Regions from separate parts of the Triticum aestivum genome. Here region 2 is linked to region 1. The links are chromatin contacts, called in public Hi-C maps. All regions are on one chromosome and are shown on one strand. The core of a region is the stretch at or near the end of the contact, and the rest is flanking DNA. Distances in the headings are between cores, read along the strand shown. Region 1 holds the start of LOC123188018 (phosphatidylinositol glycan anchor biosynthesis class U protein). Region 2 holds the start of LOC123188019 (ninja-family protein 1).

What was found. A called contact is a pair of places that touch in the nucleus more often than the background predicts.
Region 2: a Hi-C map of an unstated tissue shows a contact between it and region 1, with 8 times the contacts expected there. The contact joins the promoter of LOC123188019 here to the promoter of LOC123188018 in region 1. A contact is called at or near these places in 2 of 5 Hi-C or Micro-C datasets (leaf and an unstated tissue) and 1 of 1 datasets of contacts at active chromatin or transcription factors (leaf).

Annotation. Positions count from the first base shown.
Region 1 is chr2A:140,018,048-140,020,869 of IWGSC CS RefSeq v2.1, forward strand. It overlaps LOC123188018 (phosphatidylinositol glycan anchor biosynthesis class U protein), which reads left to right and starts at 1,480. Exons shown (of 15, transcript XM_044600049.1): 1 at 1,480-1,777; 2 at 2,165-2,318; 3 at 2,412-2,459. The coding sequence starts at 2,186.
Region 2 is chr2A:140,428,403-140,431,224 of IWGSC CS RefSeq v2.1, forward strand. LOC123188019 (ninja-family protein 1) reads left to right here and starts at 1,358. Exons shown (of 2, transcript NM_001426803.1): 1 at 1,358-2,154. The coding sequence starts at 1,653.

The DNA of each region.
Region 1 (2,822 bases), core at 230-2,729:
CGGCGGCGGACGGCTTCGGCCGCCGCCACCTTTACGAGAACGAAGCTCGGCTCCTCTTCGAGGCCGAGTACCCGGTCCCGCCGGACATGCGGGTGCCCGGGGCCTGGAGAATCAGCGCCGGCGGGGGCCCAGTGCCGCCACCGCCCACCGGGGCGTCGCGACGCGCGGAGATCGCGTGTATCCGCTCCTCCTTGCTGCGGGCGGCGAGGGAGGGGCCACACTACGTCCCCGACAGCCTGCTCTGGGAGCCATACTTCCGCCGCCGCCACGCCGAGCAACTCGAGGCCACCAACGACGCCGTTCCCTTCGACAGGCTCAACTCCGAGGGGAGGCGCCGATGGTGGGGCGTGCCCGGCCGCACGCTGGAGGCTGTCCTCGAGTACATCGAGGGCGGCAACACGCCGAGGCTGGAGTACCCCTCCCCCCCGTCCTTCTCTCGCCGTCGTGGGAGCTCATGGACGCCGAGGCGCATGGACCTCGGGGCATCCTCCTCCTCGTCAGGTCGGTCAACCGGCTCTCCCTGCCTCCGCCCCGTCAAGCCGGAGCCCCAAGACACGCCCCAGGAGACGCCTGTTAGCTCGCGCACCCGCAGCTCCGGCGTCCACATCGACGACTCCGCCCCCGCCTCTGGCCGCCTCGTCCTTGTTAGGCCGAAGCCGGAGCCCGGCCTCCCCGCGGAGTATGAGGAGATAGCCCGGCGCGGCTTTTCCGACGAGGATGCCCTACGGCGGGCGCGGGACGACTACCTCGGCGATGAGGTGGTCCAGCAGCGCCGGGCCTTGGAGGAGATAGCCGCCCGCAAACGTGGGTGCGAGGACGAGCACGGCGTCGTGGGCCTCGACAGCGACGACGCCGATGCCCCCGGACCGTCCAACCCGCCGCGCCAACCGGGGGAGGGTTGCAGCAGGGACGGCGGCCGCGGCGGGAGACGACGACGACGATGGCGACGACTACACGCGGTTCTACCGCCTCCTCGGCATTTAGATCTGCAAGGCGGCGGGCGGCGAGGAGCGGTGAGGGAGACGACAAGGAGTAACCTAATAGCTTTTTTTTTCTTTTTGTAAAATATTTTAAATATGAACGAACTCGTCGAAGTTTGATTGAATTTACGCCGTGTTTGTGCCGTAATTTATATTTTCAGAAAAACGTGGGCACCGTGACTGGGGGACATCACGTACCCAGCGCGTCGTTTATCGCCGATGCGTCCCAGGAACGATTTTTAGCGCCTCCTGAGGGCCCAACGGCTGAAGATGCTCTTAATGGCCCAATGACGAGGAGCCGCTCCCGTGACCACACAACCCAATGTGCTACAACGTTCCACGGGCTGGCTCGTTTACTAAATGTGCCGCGCCTGGGCCAGGAAGCAAGGCACGTGGGCCAGCACGGCACGGCCCGTCCAGCACGGCACGGCCCGTCTAATAAACATGTCTCTGTGGGCCGTGCCGTGCTGGCCTTTTGGCCAGCTCTGCTCCCACCGCTAAAAAAAAAGAGAAACCCACTGACTCCCGACTCCGACTCCTGTCCCCGATTCTCCTCCCGATCTCGCAGGCTCGCCGCCTGCCTCGCCGCACGCCGTCGCCGCCACCGGTTGCCAGGAGGCAAAGAGCCGGCCCTGCCCGCAGCGCCCACCCAGCGCCCCTGCCCGCCCCACCCACCGGTCGCCCACCGCCGCACCGCGGCCTTGCCAGTCGGCGCCCGGCAGCCGCCCATTCCGCACTCGGCAGCAGTCCTGCCCTGCGGCCGGCGGTGTGCAGTTGCAGCGGCCAGCCAATTTGAGGTGCCTTTTCTCCATTCCCCAAGTTTTGGTTGGTCTCATTACGAATTTAAGGTTTATATTCATGGATTATCTATCAGGTGGATTATGACAGTGCTATCTGCCACGTACATTAACACACACACATAACTTTGCACATAATTTCTTGTGTCCAATTATGTCATCATGATTGATATTTTTTTTAGGGAATCATAAACGATACTAGAATGTAAATTTTCGCTGTGTCCAATTATGTCATCATGATTGATACTAGAATGTAAATTTTTGCTGTGTCCAATCAGGTGAATTATGATTTTACACAGAATTTGCTGTGTCCAATCAGGTGGATTATGATAGTGCTATTGGTAAATTATAATTAGTATGTTAACATGTCATATTTACAAATCCTAGACCCACCACTGATCAGCGGCGATGGCGATCCGACACTACTGGTCGATGGCTGTCGCAGCCGTTGGGTTCCGCCTCGTTCTGGTGCTCTTCGGCGGAGACCTCCACCTTGCATCCCGCCCGGAGGTCTCCACCCCCCTCACGTCCCTCCGCCGCCGTAAGCACACCTCCTTGCTCTCAGTCCTTGCCCTGCAAACCCCAGCCCTTTTGTGATGTCGGCGTTCTCGTTTGCCTCCTGTGTATGTTGCAGTGGCAGAAGGTTACTGGCTGAAGCAGGCGTCCATGTCACCCTATTCCGGTACGTTACGCACCTCCCCTCTTTGATCGCTTTGCTAACTTTTAGCACTTCACATTTGCAACAGAATGGCCCAAATTTTGAGGCCAGGATAGTTGGGTGGGAGGTGGTATTATTAGGTAGTACTCCCTCCATTTCTAAATATAAGTCTTTTTAGAGATTTCCCTAGGGACTACATACGGATGTATATAGACATATTTTAGAGTGTAGATTCACTCATTTTGCTCCGTATGTAGTCCATATTGGAATCTCTAAAAGGACTTATATTTAGGAACAGAGGGAGTATTACAGAGCAATTTTTAAAATGCTTGACTGGGTTTCTACTGAATACTGATAGACATTATTTCATGTTCATTTTTCTGTAAT
Region 2 (2,822 bases), core at 108-2,607, 410 kb after region 1:
GTTTTGATGAATTTTTTTGATGCCAACTTTGGTGCTATATGGTGCAACTAAAGTACTGCATTGTGCAACTAGAATACATTGCCGCGTCAACTGAGTATATGTGTGTGTAATTAGTCCTGCCAACTAAATATCAATGCGTGTGCAACTAGTGTCCTGCCAACTAAACATCAATGTGTATGCAACTAAGTATATGTGTGTGCAATTAGTATTCCTGCCAACTAATCATCAATGTGTATGCAACTGGACTATATTACAAGCCAACTAAGCATATGTGTGTGCAATTAGTATTCCTGCCAACTAAACATCAATGCGTGTGCAACTTGAATACGTTACAAGCCAACTAAACATCAATGTGTGTGCAACTAGACTACATTACAAGTTATGACAATTCATATGCGACTATGCGGATCAGATTGTACAACTCTGTGGCCATGTATGTGCCAACTAGAACTACTATGTGTTCAATTACAACTACTGTGGATGCAGCTCCAAAAAACTGGGTTTGAAAAAATTGCACCATGCAGTACTAAACTTGCACAAAGCAGTACTGAAGTTGCACAATATAGCGTTAAAGTTGGCATCAAAAAAATTTCGTCGAAACATACTCATGGGGGATCTAGTTTTAAAGATCTCATCGCAAAAAATTCAACAGTGAAGACGGATCTGAATTCCGGCGCGCGGTTTGAAAGATATGGCTTTTTAAAAATTTGGAAAACCAAAATAATTGTACGTGAAGCTGTTTGTTTCAAATTGGACTAACCAGTGTAAACACATTAAATACAAATAACAACATGCACTAACAGACAAAAATACAACTCATGCATGGTAAAAAAGTTCGGCCGCTCGTTTTCTTCAATTAGCGCACGGCCACTTTTTAAATTTTAGGTTATTTATAACCACCAACATTTACCGGAGGTGCGTATATAGATACAATCATACAAACAGTAGGAAGTAGAAAAAGGCAGAAGTAGTATTCCGGAGTGACACCGCACGGGGAGCCGTGCCCTGAGAACCGGAAGCCCGAAACGTGTCAGGCAGACGCCCCTACGCGGCCTCGACACGTCACACATCCCCAAGTACCATCACTACCAACCGCGGCCCCAGCCGAGCCGCGCCGAGCCGCGCGCCGCCCGATACCGGCTGGGCTTGTCGGGGTCCAACACGTGTACCCGCTGTCCGACACGTGGCCGGCCTCCATGCGCTCGTAGTCCCATCCAACTAGCTCCCCCCTGTTCCCGTCTCCAAACAATTTCGGTTTAATGGAGGGAGCAGTCTAACAACGAAGGAGATTAGAGCGACACGCAGGCCTCCTTCTCTTCTCCTCTCCTCTCCTCTCCATTCCCATCCTCCACCCCCCCCCCCCTCTCCCTCTCCCGCTCGCTCGAGGATCCCACGCGCGTCGGAGGGATCTGATTGCCGCCGATTCTACTGGCTCTGCTTGCCCGGCGCTCGTCGATTGTTTGTTCCTCCCTGGGCGCTGTGATGTTCTTCCCTCTGGGTTTGGAGACCGAGAATTGCCCCGCGCGGGACGGATTCGCGGCAATGGCGAGGCGTTCCTGAGAATTTGGCCGTCCTTGGAGCTTCGGGGGAGGAGGGATTGGCGTGTGCTTCGCGGCGGGGAATTGCTTGCTCTCTCTCTCTGCCGGACGGACATGGCGTCGAGGGACTTCTTGGGCAGGTTCGGCGGGGAGAAGGGGGCGGCGTCGGACAAGGCGGGGGGCGGCGCCGGCGAGGCGGACGAGGTGGTCGAGCTCAGCCTCGGCCTGTCCCTGGGCGGCTGCTTCGGCGCCAACTCCGGCCGGGACGCCAAGAAGCCGCGGCTGGTGCGCTCCTCCTCCCTCGCCGCCATGTGCTCGCTCCCGGGCACCAGCGACGACCTCGCCGCCGCGACGCCCCCGCCGGCGCCGCTGATGCGCACCAGCTCGCTCCCCACCGAGACCGAGGAGGAGCGGTGGCGCCGGCGCGAGATGCAGAGCCTCAAGCGCCTCCAGGCCAAGCGCAAGCGCCTCGAGCGCCGCACCTCCATGAACTCCGGCAAGTCCGGCGGCAGCAGCAGCCGGGACGACGCCCAGGAGCCGCTCTACCCCAGCGCGTTCCAGCTCCGCCGCTCCGTCGTCGACCAGGGGAACCCCTCCTCAAGCATGCCCGAGCAAGGTATGCACATGCTTTCACCAACTATTCGCTACAATCAGCTTGCAATTCCCACTGTTCTATTGCGCTTCCTTGCTCGAATTATTCATCCAGCTGCCTGTTAAGCTCTCGGCGATCCATGCAGGTCGGTGTCATGCCGAGCTCACCGTAGTTCTTTCGGTAGGAGATGCATGGGCAGAGGGGGGATCTAAAAAGTCGAGTGTTCTTTGCCATGGATCTTGCTTTGGTATTGTGATTTACCGGGATCGATTCGTTAGAACGCTAGCTCAGCCGATGCTTTTCTTTTTCGCCAAATTCGTTAGAAATGGGGAATTCTTTTCTGCACAACCTGATGATGCTTCCACGTACGCATGGGATTTGTTGTGTTCTTTTCGGGGCGTTTGTTTTGGGTGATGTCATTTCTGGGATTATTTCGAGCCGTGCTGTTGCTCCTAGGGTCTGGAGAGATGCCTTCTACGGCATGTTTCTAAGCAGCTTCTAAGCTTTTAGTCACTACTAGTCAGTAGTTACGTAGCGTCAGAGTCTGATTATTGAGGCTAATCACTATCCGAGCAGCTGCTAAACATATATGATTTGAATTGTCTACCTGAAAAACTGGAAAGCACTGACGATTAGTAAACGGAAAAGAGCACATTGGGATATGAATCTTTATTGACATGTTGGAATATGAA